4 separate regions of the Sus scrofa genome follow, and regions 1, 3 and 4 are each linked to region 2. Evidence: chromatin contacts called from public Hi-C data. All regions are on one chromosome and are shown on one strand. Each heading gives the region's core, a stretch centred on a gene start, on an enhancer-like site or on the middle of the called end of the contact. The rest is flanking DNA. Distances are from core to core; before and after follow the strand shown.

The links. Hi-C and Micro-C count contacts between places; a contact is called where the count stands out from the background.
Region 1: a Hi-C map of liver shows a contact between it and region 2, with 5 times the contacts expected there. The contact joins two enhancer-like sites. A contact is called at or near these places in 4 of 47 Hi-C or Micro-C datasets (epiblast stem cells, liver, skeletal muscle and 1 more).
Region 3: a Hi-C map of embryonic fibroblasts shows a contact between it and region 2, with 2.6 times the contacts expected there. The contact joins two enhancer-like sites. A contact is called at or near these places in 6 of 47 Hi-C or Micro-C datasets (embryonic fibroblasts, fetal heart ventricle, heart right ventricle and 2 more) and 1 of 2 datasets of contacts at active chromatin or transcription factors (skeletal muscle).
Region 4: a Hi-C map of liver shows a contact between it and region 2, with 2.3 times the contacts expected there. The contact joins two enhancer-like sites. A contact is called at or near these places in 5 of 47 Hi-C or Micro-C datasets (embryonic fibroblasts, epiblast stem cells, liver and 1 more).

The regions. Positions count from the first base shown.
Region 1 is chr9:125,809,942-125,814,117 of Sscrofa11.1, reverse strand. C9H1orf21 reads right to left here. Exons shown (of 6, transcript XM_003482739.3): 4 at 1,547-1,623. Among named protein-coding and RNA genes, the nearest start is that of EDEM3, 170 kb to the left of the region's middle. Within about 2 kb of position 1,712, at least 3 of the 83 cell types and tissues checked have an H3K27ac peak or open chromatin away from gene starts, as enhancers often do. A contact at or near this core is called in liver, where this site is marked.
Region 2 is chr9:125,908,208-125,912,174 of Sscrofa11.1, reverse strand. EDEM3 (ER degradation-enhancing alpha-mannosidase-like protein 3) reads left to right here. Exons shown (of 20, transcript XM_021102628.1): 20 at 1-3,314. Among named protein-coding and RNA genes, the nearest start is that of EDEM3, 73 kb to the left of the region's middle. Within about 2 kb of position 1,909, at least 12 of the 83 cell types and tissues checked have an H3K27ac peak or open chromatin away from gene starts, as enhancers often do. A contact at or near this core is called in liver and skeletal muscle, where this site is marked.
Region 3 is chr9:125,785,866-125,789,567 of Sscrofa11.1, reverse strand. All of the region lies in intron 3 of C9H1orf21, which reads right to left. Among named protein-coding and RNA genes, the nearest start is that of C9H1orf21, 170 kb to the right of the region's middle. Within about 2 kb of position 1,732, at least 6 of the 83 cell types and tissues checked have an H3K27ac peak or open chromatin away from gene starts, as enhancers often do.
Region 4 is chr9:125,844,762-125,848,374 of Sscrofa11.1, reverse strand. C9H1orf21 reads right to left here. Exons shown (of 6, transcript XM_003482739.3): 6 at 2,373-3,613. Among named protein-coding and RNA genes, the nearest start is that of EDEM3, 140 kb to the left of the region's middle. Within about 2 kb of position 2,169, at least 40 of the 83 cell types and tissues checked have an H3K27ac peak or open chromatin away from gene starts, as enhancers often do. A contact at or near this core is called in liver and skeletal muscle, where this site is marked.

The DNA of each region.
Region 1 (4,176 bases), core at 463-2,962, 98 kb after region 2:
ACTAGTCGTTATTTTCCTTAATATTTTTAATTGTGAAATATTTGACCTAGAAAAAATACAGCGTTATTTGTACATTTTAAAATAAGAATAATTAAAGGAACACACATATAATCACCACTCATGTTAAAAAACAGAACCTCTGGTTTCATTGACTTCTGTCCACTTAGAAAGAACCGCTATTCTAAATTTAATGTTTTTTCATTTCCCTGCTTACCTTGTTCCCCCTGCCCCCGCCTTTCTAGGGCTGCACCCGTGGCATACAGAGGTTCCCAGGCTAGGGGTTGAATCAGAGCTGCAGCCGCTGGCCTACACCACAGCCACAGCAACGTGGGATCCGAGCCGCGTCTGTGACCTACACCACAGCTCATGGCAACGCCGGATCCTTAACCCACTGAGCAAGGCTAGGGATCAAACCCACATCCTCATGGATCCTAGTCGGGTTCATTAACCACTGAGCCACAATGGGAGCTCCTTTCTACTTATCTTTATTGTTTTATCATATACATATTTATATTGCTTAGTTCTGTCTGTTTTTAAACTTTACATAGTGAAACTGTACACAGGCAGGTTATCTTACTGACTTACTTCCACGACCTTATGTTCATGAGATTCCTCCACCTTGATCTGTGCAGCTACAGGTCATTTTCACTGACATATAGTATTCCCATCATAAGAACATACCACATTTTTGCTGTTCATTATATACTTGATGGACATTTGGGTATTACCTTCAAGCACTTTAAGAGCTCATGCAAATAGTGCTGCTATGCATACTTCAAATTATATCTGCTGGCACACATGCACAAGAGTTTCTCAAGGGTATATACCTGAGAGCGGAGGTGCTCGGGGGCCAGGTATGCCCAGGTACAATTTTACTAGATAATGCAAACTATTTTCCAAAGTAACTGTATCAGTTTATATCCTTACCACCAGGGGTTAAGTGTGCCTGTTTTCCATATTCTGGTAAACCTTTGGATCATCAGACTTTTGTGTGTGTGTGGTGTGAAATGGGATTTTTTTCCCTATGCATTAGCTCTTCATGTTTCCTCTTCAGTCAAGTGGTTGTTCACGTCTTTAGCCTGTTTTTCTGAGTTCTGTTTTTTATACTTGATTCAGAGAATTACTTTATATAGGCTGAAAACCCAACTATTGTTAATTATATGTGTTGTAAATATATTCCATCATTTTGTGGCCTTTTACGCTTCTTTACAGTGTATATTGATAAAGAGACATTCTTAATTTTAATGCAGTCATAAACATTCATCATTTTTTTTTAGGATTCGCATCCTTTGTGACTTATTCAAAGTTCTTCCCTACCCCACAGTCATAAAGATTTTCCTCTTTAATTTCTTCTAACTGGCGTGAAATGTCAGCCCTGTCGTATGTGGTGGGTCTCTCAATTCTGATTCATCAGACTAAACCACACTGTTTCAATGACTGAGACTTTATCACAAGTCTTGATTTTATCCGGTAGGCAAAATGGAGCTCACTCTAAGACCACTTTTAGCTTTACAAATAATATAGGAAAATAGGAACCAGAACTTACTTTGCTCTGGGCTGATGAACTAATCCCGGAATCTCTTTATTGGTTTTAAGTCTGACATTTGAACTGGCACTTTTTTCCTGAAACACATAAACACACATATAAAAGACAGGATGAGAATCAGCAATTAAACAAGAGCATGACTTTTCATCACCAAAGTATCAGATTTGTTTGGAAGTCTCTACGGTTGGTTACCTCACAAGGACCAAAGTCCTTTTAAAGAGGCCACAGAGCAGTGGTAGAACTGCCAAATACTGGATCAGGGAACATCATCAAGAAAAGAGGAATGAACTTTTATAACAGCTCTGGTTCCCTTTAGAAAATTATATGCACGTAATATTTGATTTTTAGGTGGAGTTACTGAAAACAGTAAGATAAAGAACAGACGAGTCTCGTGTTAAAAAGAGCAGCAGCCATACAAACGCAGCCATTGTTTGCTTGCCCAGGTTAAGTGACTTTGTGTATTTTATTTGCGAAAGACAATTTCAGTTACTGAGACATAAAACTGCACAAGCATAAAGACTGTCCAAGCAGTGACAGGGACAAGAATGTGACCAAAAATAACTAAAATTTCACATTCACAATGAATATTAAAATTGAATTCAATTAAATGAATAAAAGTCAATACCAGCCCATATTCCAGAAGTACTTCTTTGGTGTTTAGCCTGATCTGATTTCTTATTCCCAGGAAACCCATCACATGCAAAAGAAATACTCTCAGATCTTAAAATACAAGTCTATTGGTAAACACACCGTCTCAATAATGCTATTGCTCTGTGTTATTACAATATTATCTTCAAAACATAGTCAAGGTGCTTTTTAATTTGCTCTCAAAACATTACCCTCCCCACTTAAAAAAAAAAAAGAAGGAAGAAAGGAAAAACTCTTCTAAATCTATTTAATAGGTGACTATATGTACTTCTGGAACCTGAGGTGTGCTGATAATTAAAGATCTAGGCTAGGGTACGGAACAGAAACGCCTGTGGGCCGGCCCACCACTCTCACCACCTGCAGAGTGATGTGGGATATGGCACATAAAATAGATGGTCCCCACATGAGCTCTTTCAAGAGTTCAGGGGTTTCCATGGTGACTCAGCAGGTTAAGAACCCGATTAGTATGCATGAGATGCGGGTTTGATCCCTGGCCTTGCTTAGTCAGTTAAGGATCCAGCATTGTCGTAAGCTGCAGCGTAGGTCGTGGATGCAGCTCAGATCTCGTGTGGCTGTGGCTGTGGTGTAGGCCAGGAACTGCAGCTCTGATTCAACCCCTAGCCTGGAAACTTCCATATGCCGTAGGTGCAGCCCTAAAACGACCCCCCCCCAAAAGAAAAAAAAATCCTTCATACGTTTCCTAGGGCAGCAGAAGCCATGTCAGTCAGTGAAACTGCCATGACTTACATGCTTGGTTGTCTGCTGTTTACCATCAAACATGAGCTTATCTCTCTAACCTTAGTCCTCCAAAATACAGAACACTTTTGTTTGTGATCTTCTAGAAGAAATAATTATTACAATTATTTTGCAGACGAGCTTACCTTCTTTACCTCACAGTAAACTCAAGAATGTTTTCAGGAACATTTAAAAAGCATAAAATATACACCGTTCCTTCTGGCTACGCAGTCAGGGAATAACAGGTGAACAACCTGATTTTTTTACAAAGAAGGTAGGGGGACAGTTAGAAAACTGTAATGCACTAACTCCAGGAGGGCAGGGCTACATTCCTTCTTTTTGACGGGGGGGCACAGTGCCTGGTGAGGGGCATGGCACTTATGAGAGGCACTCATTAAATATCAGTAAAACAAATGAACAGTGCCAGCAAATACATTTTTTAAACAGAGATAAAAATGAGTCAACTGTAGTCTCTGACTAAAGATGTAAGTTCCCTCCAAATGAATCATTTTTTCCCTTAAACTTTATGTCTGCTTGGATTAAGCACTGAAAATGGATGCATTTGATATGACAGAACCTGACACTTTTTTCTCTATTCACACAATTTCCCAAACTCTTTGAACTTAAATAATGCCATCATGATTTTAAACACTACTGAAGCAGGAAAGTGGCTTCTAATTCTAAGAATACAAGTGACATATGACTGTATTCTGTTTCTATTCATTTTATTAAACTGTACCCTCATAAGTACACTGCCTCCCCAAGTAGTCCTTAAAAACACATTAGAGAAGTTGTGGTTGCCTGGGCGGGGAAGGGAATGGGATGGACTGGGAGTTCAAGGTTTGCAGATGCAAATGACCACATTTTAGAATGGATAAGCAGTGAGATCCTGCTGTACAGCTCAGGAGCTATATCCAGTGTCTTGGGATAGAACATGATGGAAGACACTGAGAGAAAAAGAATATATTACATTTTGATATATATACATGTATGACTGGGTCACATTGCTATACAACAAAAATAGGCACAACACTGTAAATCAACTATAATAAAGACCCAACACACTGTGTTGCTTAAAAAGAAGGACACCCCCTCTCCCACCAACAGACTCAAGAGATGGGGAGGACACTTCAGGTGTCAGGCACAGATGTGAACTTCCAGGAAGTGAAAAGACCAAATGTGAGGCAGAGGCAAGGGGGTGGGAGGAAGCCGCTGAAGAGTTCCCAGCTACAAATGTATACAGTTAC
Region 2 (3,967 bases), core at 660-3,159:
ATCTGGAGCGTGTTAGGCTAGAACTGACCTTGTTTAAACTGTCCCATCACAAATGGAAACTCACAGCCCCCCCTCAGGTGACAGCATGCACCACCCTGCTGTACCTCAGGCCAGGAGGAGATTGCTGGAGTCTCTGGAGAGACAGGATTCAGTTAACTGTGAGGTGGGGAATATGAATTTGAGTCTCTTTCTAATGAAAGGAAGCTCGGCTTTCTTGCTTTGGGGGTTAGAGGCTCTTTGGGGAAAACACAGATGAGTATTGCGGGCATTCCGATGATGCTGCCTTCACAAAAACACTCAAAGTGACCTATGTGGTGATGAAGCAACTGCATTCACGGTGAAAACGGTCTTTGCTTATCATTTTCACTTGCTTCATTGTGTAACACGATCAAAATGACTTGATTTCTTTTCCCTTTTAACAATGTCCTTTTCATTTAAACCAAAGGTGAAGCCAGTATACTTTTCTCAGTGAGTTACTAATCCTTGGGACCAGGTAAAAAGGTCATATACTGTGTTGTGGAATTTGAGGACTTAATATTTTTGAAAAATGGAGCAAGGGTGAAACATAATGTTGCAATATGCACTTGCCATTGGGCCTTCCAAAGGGAAAGCTGTGACTACTCTGAAACGGAACTTAAGGTTATATCTTAGTAGGGTGAATTATAAATCTTTTCCAGTTCATTTCTTTGGAGGTGATTACCTCTTGCCATCAGCCTTACTCCATCCCATGTTTAGTACGCATTTTGAGCCACAAGGCCTGTGTTGCCAATATCTGAATACATTTTGTTCCATTTTTCTATCTTCGGGAGCCATGATAAAACTGTGGTAGTGATTTAAAAATTCTGGGGTAACTACTATTTTCCTCCTTTGAAACTATGATTTCTAAAGTTGCACCTAAGGAGTCTGTCACATTTTCTGTTGAATCATGGTTTTTTAAGTTTGCTTTTTTTAAAAAAACTAGTATTCCATCTGATATGGACTTGAAAATTAGTCTTTGGTAATCTGTGTAAAAAACTTACACAGTAGCAACTAACATACAGCCATATAGTTTAATGAGAGTCCGGCCCTCCAGCGTGTGTACGTGTGTTGTGTGTGTGTGTGTGTGTGTGTGGCAGTCTGGTGCTGGCCACATATAAGTTTTAAAAAGTTTGTTGTTGATATCTGTAGATAGCCCTGTAATTGAAATCATGGCTTTACTCATTTTATTTTCAAAGTTACCTGTATCATTTCTAAAGGAATATTTGAGAATTCCCCTTTTCTTTACCATGACATTATATAATAACCTTTTCTTAAAACAGTTTTTGAGGTACTGATGAACTTAAACTGTATATGGAGCTGTTAAAAGAACAGCAGTGCTGTATTGTAGTTATGTATATTCATGTACAGTCTTAGATCCCAGGTAAACAAACACATTCTGTCACAAGGGGATAAATAGCTACTTTCAAAAATTCCATCTAAACTTAATTGGGTCAGTGAGTAATCTAATAGAGAATTCACATTGGGGGGGTGGCGGGGGAAGAGTAGTAAACAAGACCTTTATTGGCCCTTAATTAAACCTGACACCAAAATGGCTATTTTTAGTCTCTCTGCATGTGAAATTTGGTGTAAGAAGATAGAACTATAATACATACAGTCTATGGAAGGATAGACTGCTTTGTTCATCTTCATTGCAAAGCCACCAAAATAGCTGAAGCTTAATTACTTGACTTGCCTTGATTCATAGGACTGGGGCTTGGAGAAAAGGAGCAGATGTTCCTTTAAAACTTGGATTACAGAGCCTTATGTACATTGATTTTGTATTTGTAGCACAGAGCCATTGTTGTCTAAATCTGACTTATCTAAGTTAACAAAACAACATAGTTTTGTGTCCAGCAGAGGTCTTGTGGCATCCTAGGAAAAGCCAGACTACTGCCACTCTCCCTTCCTTTGGCCGTTAGGGGGAGCTGTTGCCATTGAGGTCTAGAAGCAAATTGTTCACTCGTTTCGAAAATGAATCGTTTAAAAAAAAGAAGGAAGAAAGAAAAGAAGAAAAAAAACACCCAGAAGGAGTTATTCTTGATTTTTCCCTAGCTAAGAAAAGAAGGTAACATGTTCAGTTTCAGATTCCGACATTGTCCTTGACTCTCTCCATTCTTAATTGACATACTGCCACAAAGCTGTTTTTGAGTTCATTAAAAACTTTCAATACCATTAGGCTTTTTTTTTTTTTTAATGTTTTGTTTTTTAAATACCTTTTATAGCATTTTCTTTACTTCCTAAAGATTCAGGAGATTCTGTGTGACCCTGAATTTTAGAAACATCTGGTCTACCTCAGTTAAGTGTTGCCTGTACAGAGAGAGAGCTGAAGTGATCACCACAGCCATAAAACTGTTTGACTAAGAAGGATTTATGCAATGTTTACAAACCTGGAATCAAGTAAGGATTTTATCTGAAAGTTAAAATCAGATATTAGAGAAAGTATTTAATTCAGGTATTTTCAAGTTTTAAAACGTAACCTGTTTACCTAATAGAAATAGTTTTTTTCTGCTTTGGAAAGTCCATTGAAATGACATACCCTAATTTGCAGTGCTTTCTCCATAAAGTTTAGGTGTGAAAGAACTGTAATGTACCAGATACGTTTGGAATGAGAGCTTTTGTTGGGTAGGTTCTTTTTCTTTTTTAACTTTTAATAGGCTTCCAACAAGAATACCATTGTTGTTCAGAACAAAAATTTTTTTTACGTTATACTTTCCCTTTTTCCCCCACAGTATTAGGAATTAAAATGAAAAATTGTGCACTCTCTGATTTGACTTCTCTAATTACTCTGTCAAGATATTTTTTTCTAATTACCACCACAGCCCTTTTTATAGGAAAACCAGCATTTGTTCCCTCACCAAACCCCATGCCAAATTCATCATAAAGAAAGCTCAGCATAAGTAATTCAAATAGTGCTTATAATTGGGGGGGGGGCATTTAATAAATATTCCAACCGGTCGTTTTATGCACAAGGCTTCAGTCAGAACATAGAAAAAAAAAAACATTCTGTGAATGAAATATTGTATGTTCAGATTTTATAAAAGACATTTTTAAAAGCCCAATTTACAGCCGTATATTTTCTTATGATGTAATTTATGAAAAAGATGTCTGTACTAACAGGTGCTGTAACACTACTGTTGTTGGATTTTATTGTTTGGTGATAAATGTATACCATATTTCTAAGGGAAACTATGTACTGTGATGTAAAAGTCTGGGCAAAATGTATATAATCCTTGTATATAATTGTGTATTTGATTATAATTACTGATTGTAAAGATTTAATAAAATATGTAAATATTCTGGTCTAGTTTTAATTTTTAAAATCAGTCTGCATATCTTTATACTTTGATATCTTAAAAAATTTTTTTGCCACTCTGTCTTCCCTTTAATTTTCATTTTACTCCCGGAGAGTAAATCTGGGGACAGCTGCAAGTATAGAAACACATTGAACAGTTCCACGCCTGAACTAGTGCCAGGGACCCTCAGAGTAGAGTTAGAGGAGTTAGCATTTCAAAGTGTCAATATTGGTAACATGTTTTTATTTTTTATTTTTTTGCTTTTCTAGGGCTGCGCCTGGAGCATATGGAAGTTCCCAGGCAAGGGATCAAATTGGAGCTCCAGCTGCTGGCCTACACCACAGCCACAGCAACACAGGATCCAAGCTGTGTCTGCGACCTACACCACAGCTCATGGCAATGCCAGATCCTTAACCCACTGAGCAGGGCCAGGGATTGAACCTGCGACCTCATGGATACTAGTCTGGTTCATAACTGCTGCACCACAATGGGAACTCCTCGCTTACATTTTGAGTTTACTAATATTTAATAAAAGCAATTGTCCTTTGAACATTGTCATAAAAAGTTACACTAACCTATTATTTCCAGTGAGACCATTTCCTTTAGCAGCCACTTTAAGACAGTATGCTTTTCATCTGCACTGTTCCAGGGTTTCT
Region 3 (3,702 bases), core at 483-2,982, 120 kb after region 2:
TCCTTTAACTGTTGTTTCATTGGCGTCTCAGAAAGAAGTAGAGGGTATCGGCTATGTTCCACCTGTCCTGCGTGGTCTCCCCGGCCTAGGCATCTCACATACATCTTCTAACTCCAGAGCTCTCTGCAGTAGTTACTATTTTTCCATTCAGAGGTGAGGAAACAAGTTTCAGCAAGTTGCCCAGGGCCCCTCAGAGGGTTTGAACTCAGGTCCTTTCAATGTCAGAGCCCAAGCTGTAGAGCATGACCACACCCAGGCATCCGTGATGAAATAATAACAGTGACCGTAGAGCATCACTGAACATGCATTATGTGTGAGGCTTCCAAATTTTTGTACTAACTGTGACAACTCCGTGAGATGGGTACTATTGCTTTTTTTTTTTTTTTTGTCTTTTTGTCTTCCCGCGGTCATATGGAGGTTCCCAGGCTAGGGGTTGAATCGGAGCTGTAGCCACCAGCCTATGCCAGAGCCACAGCAACTCGTGATCTGAGCTGCGTCTGCGACCTACACCATAGCTCATGGCAACAATGGATCCTTAACCCACTGAGCAAGGCCAGGGATCGAACCCGCAACCTCGTGGTTCCTAGTCCGATTCCTTAACCACTGAGCCACAACAGGAACTCCCAGGTACTATTGCTATTAACCCATTTTATAGAGGAGGAAACAAAGGCACAGGGTGATTAAAGAGCCTGCCCAAGATCACACAACACAGAGTCTGGCTCCAGAGGTGGTGTTCTGAACAATTACCACAGACAGTTAAACATGCTACGTATGTATGTCTACCTTGTGGATTTCCACGATCTAATTTAGGAACCTCTCCCAGCTTTGCTTTTCCTCTTTCCTAGATGACTTACTCCAAAAGAAAACAAAAATCTCTTTAAACCAGCCAACTAAAGCAGAAACGATGGATAGAAGATAGCCATGGTCAAAGTAAAATCATTTTGAAAATATTTGCACAAGAAATCATTCTACTAGATTATGCTATCCTCTCTTTGTAGTTACCTTCAGCCAGTCAATTCAGGGGTAACGCGAAGAACGTGCCAGTATAATTGGACGTGTGAAAAAAACCATATACTTCTTAGAGAATGAATGAGAACCAGAATTTGCTTCCTGGGCTGCCAGCCTAAAATTATGTATGCTAGGGGGTGCTATTGAACAATTTTAGGGTTTGTGTCCATTTGGTGTTCTTAGATTTGCATGCCGTAGTGCTATGGACCAGGGTAAGCCAATCATTTTTTAATTAAAGTCTGCTTAAACCTCAGTCTGGACACTGTTAACCAACACAGTATTTCACTGCAGAAGACATTTTAAAACACATTATATTCATTATATATGTACAGTTAGTTCTTTATTCATAGCAGAAGCATTAATCACCCATTATTTTCTTTTCCACTTGCATGTCCGAGAACTCAATTAAAAGATAATGAAATGTAGATGTTAAGCCCTAAGAAAGTAGCCATGTCTCTGGAGCATTATTGATGGTGTAAAGACTTGTGTCTTGGGGTAGTAAATAGAATCTGTGAGCTAAAGGAAGCACGCTTTCAAATTAGTGGAACCAAAACATGAGCAATCAGGAAATCTTAGTTCTAACCCCCTTGCTCCACAATTAAGCTAAATTAGCCAAATACTTGTTAAATAAATCATGATGCAGGAAATACGCAGGATTAGGAAGGTCAGAAAGCACAGCAGTGCATATGCAGAACTGAATACAATTTTGACCACATGAGCTCAGTCTAAAATAGAAAGTGTGATGTAGTTAACACATAAAAGGCCAAACAACATGCAGAACCACCCCGACAGGCCACCCAATTAGGAATTTTAGGCATTCTTAAAAATAGATATCCTTCTCTGAACGGTCAATAGCAGTCTAAAACATGATTTATTCTAGAACTGTGCCTAGTTCTACACAAAATAATTTTAATAGTGGATGTTCGAATTTTTTTTAAGATTTTTATTTTTTGCATTATAGTTGATTTACAGTGTTCAGTCAGTTCCTACTACAGAGCAAAGTGACTCCGTCATACATGTATACAGCTGTATATATTCTTTTACACACATTATCCTCCATTATGTTCCATTGCAAGTAACTAGATATACTTCCCCGTGCTATATACATTTTTTTGGAATGAATAAAGATATTCACTCCAGCACTTACAAGTCTGCAGCACTTTAAAACCTGCTTCTTAAAGGGAAATGAAGAAGAATCGTCTGTGTGTGCTGAAAGAGACGATGTGATGAATGACAATTTGCCCAATTTACCAAAATATGGCCATCCCTCACTGCTTCCGAGACCGCTTCTCCCATATAGAGTGAATGACTTGCTCTGATATCTTATGCAGCTGCTGGAGCCGTGCTAGGCTAAAGGAACTCAATGAACACTTACTGATGGACAAACTGCACAGACAGAAATGTGGTCTAGTTAATGGGAGCATTGCTTCAGTCCAGGGGCAGCTATTATTCGATCACTGTAGTTTAAAGGTGGAGATTCACAGACGAACACCATTTTGCTAGAAGAACCATTTATTTACCTTCTTGGAAATTACTAAGTCAAACGTAATTTTTTTCCTTTCCATTCTCAGGTCCAAGACAATTACTGCTTACAATCAGAAGAGCTGACAGCTTTTAGAGTACTGAGGCCAAGTGGTTTTTCCTGCTAGACACAAAACCACGTGAGAGAGTCCATGTACTAGTTTTCTAAAATATTTAGTTTGTGTTTGGAAATAGCTTTCAGCAGCATACACAGCACATAGGTCCCTTCTCAGTTGGCAACTCTGAAACTACTATTCTGGGATATAGACTAAAAAAAGAAAACCTAAAAGCCTTTTTTAAGTGGGTGAAAACTGATTCTTCATTTTTTGCTTTTGTTTTTTAAAGAAACTAGTGGGAAAATACCCAATGTATCATATTTTTAAAATCCTAAAAATATGTGTAATCAATAGGTAATGTTTAAGAACCAAAAAGTACTTTTCAGGGAGCAATTTCAAAGATTTAGGAGAGAAAACACTCTGGATATGACCGCAGGGCTAAGGCAAAGGATTTGATTATGACCTATTAATTAACACACATCTATGGATTCCAAAATGCCAAACTGTGGCTTCATTTGGTCACTAATGGTATGCTGTCATCTGATACCACCCACCTGAATCTATGGGGCCGAGGGTCCAAGGCCCCTCGGGGTGGTTTGGCAAGGTTTAGCAGGGGTCCTTCTCACTCTGCGCCCCCCACCTCTGCAGCCATGGCAGTGGGGTGGGGTGGGGGGGCGCGCTCACATGTCTTTGAAGATGGTGGAAGGTTAGGTGAAGGAACCAGATCTGAAATACAGGAAATGCCATCTTGCTCTACACTGGCAGACTCACCTTGGGCCAGGCCAACCCACCGCCCTGCAACTGACTCTAAATACGGCAAAGGTTCTTGTCAAGATGATCTCCACGAAAACTGGATTACCCCACAAAGCTGGAAATGATCTCTACTTAAAGGATTTCTGATAGAGAACACAAATAGCATGGCAAACGAGCGCTTAAGCAATGCTTAACAAAATTAAGAAAAGAAGTGGTTTTTAAGAGGCCCTTAAGCACATCAGAGGGTATTGTGTACATATAGACAACTGAAGCACTAATTGAAAATAATTCCCATCTATTCATTAAAACAGGCAATTTAAAAGCTGCCATTAGTCACCATCTCTTTAATCTACAATCAAAGATC
Region 4 (3,613 bases), core at 920-3,419, 64 kb after region 2:
AGAGAAATCGGAGCCCTCAAAGCTTTTTCTAACCACATCTGATACCTAATTGCAGATACCAGGCTCCTCTTCCCGATGCTGAAAGAATTCCAAGGAGAAAGATGTGTGCCTAAAATCCCAAAGCCGTTTCCTTCTGGGCTCTGATATCCTGTTAGCCAGTGGTGTGTGTATAGCTCATCAGATATGGGAAGACCAAATAAAGCATTCCCTGTGAGGAAACCAAGCTGGTGATGAGCCAAGAAGAGGTTCTGGAAAAGAACAGATGCCCCCAAGGGGTTGTTTTCACAGTGTTGCATTGCAAAGGGCACAGAAATGATAAAAAATTGGAGAATGCTTGAATGACCTCGTTCCTTCTTTCACCATGGGTGTTTATATTGGACGCCTTCTACACTGAAGATGCACCACTTGAAAGTGGGGGTAACAGACTGACTTCCCAGGATGATTGTGACAAGAAGACAATCAGAAAAATGCCCAGCATAGTGTCTGGCACAGAGTGAGTTTAAATAATAACTATTAGCTCCTTTTCCTCTTTCCCCAAGATTAGATCTCTGATGAGGTACAAGGGTACAGGGCACATGCTTCTGAAAAGCATGGCATGGCTAATGCATGCGTCTTAAGGTTTGTCACCAAAGTAAATCTATCTACCCACAATCCTCATTTTCATTAACAGCTTTTGGCCCTTTTCCAGAGACATACAAGAAGGCGACTAAAGTCAAGGGCATTTTTCCCGCTTGGAAAAACACGTCCATTCATTGGCAAAAGGCAATACATAGACCTCATCCATGAAATCCCAAAGGTTTCCAGCAGGAACATCTACAGCATCTACACAGGCGCCGGGGGTGGAGGGGGTGGAAGGCTGGGAACCGCCCAAGACACTGAGAAGCCAAGTTCCTGCTTCGAGTCACCTCTTCATCATGCCCTTAAATATATCATAATCCCTCTCCCCAACCAGGTCTTATTCTTCTACTAGGTTTTAAGCAACTTAGCAAGAAGTTTCATTTCTGAGAGGTACGAAGAAATAAAGCTCTGAGCATGTCTTCCAGGGGGGAAGGCAAGGCAGGCAGATTTGCTGTAAATTTAGAGAGCGCAATCCGATGCCTTTTTCATGAGAGAGTTGGGAGGAGGAAGGAGAGAGCCTTAGATCTGTTTTGCCTTTCATAAAAAATATATCAGCGTTTCGGAGTCCAAGATTCAGAGTCAGTATTTTCCTGGATGAAGAACTTGATAATTTTTCTTCCTAGGAAACTGACATATTTAACTGAGTTTCCTTTCTAGACTAGTAGATACAGAAATGCGCTTTTTCGATTCTTGCCCAATGTTTTGGCAGAACTTGTAATCAGTATGCCAAGAGGCCTCATAGGCTACGGGGGTAAAATTCCTCTCTCCCTTAGCAGGCTTATGGGCGAGTCTGGCTAAGAGCAAACAAGTCTCAAAGAGATTGGGAGGAGGACAAAGCTACTCCTCAAGGTGGGATGGCATCAAATGGGGACCAAAAGGCCAGTGGGTGGGGTGGGCAGGTGCCATCATCCCTGGGCCTGCTTCTGGGGGCTGTCAGGTTGCAGGCGCGGCTGCTTCGGACCCTGGGTGACCCCTAACATGGAGGTGGAGCAGGCTGGCCCCAGCACAGAGGACTGAAGAACCGGGGCTACTTCTCAGAGCGTCAGAGCCCGGACTCAGACCCTGGGCGCTGCAGACCTGGGAGAGACCTGTCTCTTAGCAGGCCGCTGGGTGTCCGCCCCTGTATCTGAGGGCTGACCTAGTTTTGTGTCTCCAGCCTTTGTACCCTCTTTGTCCCTAAACAGACCGCAACACCACCCCATGCTCCAGCCCGGGGCTAGAAGGCATCACTGAGGTGAAAGCCTCTTTTGAGGTTCTCGGCCAGAAACAAACACACATTCAATTATGACAGCAGTACTCTGTGATCCTGAACCTCCGCCAAGCAAAAGAAAGCCACGCACAGACGGCTGAACTCTGACAATTCCACAGCTCAGGGCACATAAGGCGTGTAATCCAGCTGTAAATCCTGTCGACAGTCCGCCCCACCCACTGGCCGCTAAGCAGCTGGATTCTGAACGGCACCCGGGCCTCAGCCACCCCGCCGACCCTCTCTGTCCTCAAGGCTTCTCAGTCTGTTTCGCATCATCCTTTTTCTTGCTCAGGCACCAGCCACTCCCCTCCCTCCCTCCTTCTGTCTCCCTGAGTCCTCTGAGATAAGAGCCAGCAGAAGCACTCGCCTCTAGATGATTCTTTCATTGTATCTGAGACAATCTGCTTAATGGTCAGATATGGGAGGGGGGGAGAGAAGAGAAGGCATAATGTTTTTGCATTAGACCTTTTCAGAAGGCATTAAAAAAATAAAGTACCAACACAGATCACTTGACAAATTTATGATTAAAACCAACAAATGGAAAACAGACAGTTTTCAGTGTTGCTAACATAATTAAGCATTTCATGCCAACCCGCTCAGCCACCCTATTTCTCAGATCTATTTCTAGATGTACCAGATGTGTCTGCAGATGAAATCAAATTTTTTTTTGCATATCAAAGAGGTAGCCAGTGTAAAACCAGGGGAACAGAACTCCTGGTGACAAGCCACTGGGTCCCAGGCACAATACCTTGGGTTTCAGGAAACACTCATAAAGCCAGATTCCCAAGGGATGCATGGTTCAGGGTACATGTGTACCATGTCACAATGTTACACGTGACCCTAAGAAAAAGACATGAGCAGCTTTCATCTCAGCATAGAAGGGGGTGGTAATTTTCGGGGAAGACATAATTATCTCGGACACCGAGTAGGAGAGTCAGATGGAAGACGTTTAGTGTCTGCTTCATTCTTGCTCCATAAGAACAAGGGATCTCGGGAGAAGGTCATCCTTGGAACAGGGAACAAGTCCCTGGGTGGACGAGTCTGAGGTGGGGCTTAGCAGGTCGTTTACAGCGAGGAGAACTATTTCAGGCGCTTGGCCAAAAACCATACAAAGGGAGGGAACTGAAAACCCCAGGCGACTCGACTCTCCCAGCATTTTTCTGCTTGAAGCAGGATAAAAAGCCTGAAATTTTGGCTGCATCTCTATTTATGTAACAACTACAGCTGCTCCCCAAAATAGCTGCTGCTGCTGGCAGAAAGAGGGAAGGGCTTCTGTTGCTGACATCGAGTCCATTTTCTCTAGGGCTGGGCTGGATTTCCTTGCTCCTGCTTTCGGTGTAACGGGGTCTAAACGGAGCTAAGGAATCGCACCCTGAACACATCGGCGGGTGCCATCAGCTAGTGGATGGATTTTTAGGCGGCGGCGGCGCATCCTCTTGGTGAGACCACGTGAGGCTTAGGCTAGTGGCAGGTGACCTCCGGACTGTCCAGAGCGGGGGAACCACCCACTGCGGGGCGGGGGGGGGGGTGCGTGCGGCGGATGGGCAGACCCTTCGCGTTCAACGACCCCGCCAGGGGAGACAGACGTGGCGCTCCTCCTGGATCTTTGTGGGATAAACCCACAAAGTGCCCGGCCGGCTGGCGGGACCACGGACAGGACGCCCTCGTGGAAGTAACCCAGAGAACCCTCGTCAAAGCTATCGCTCGTGTTAAAAAAATACAAAAGTTATTTTCTCCTTTGGATGG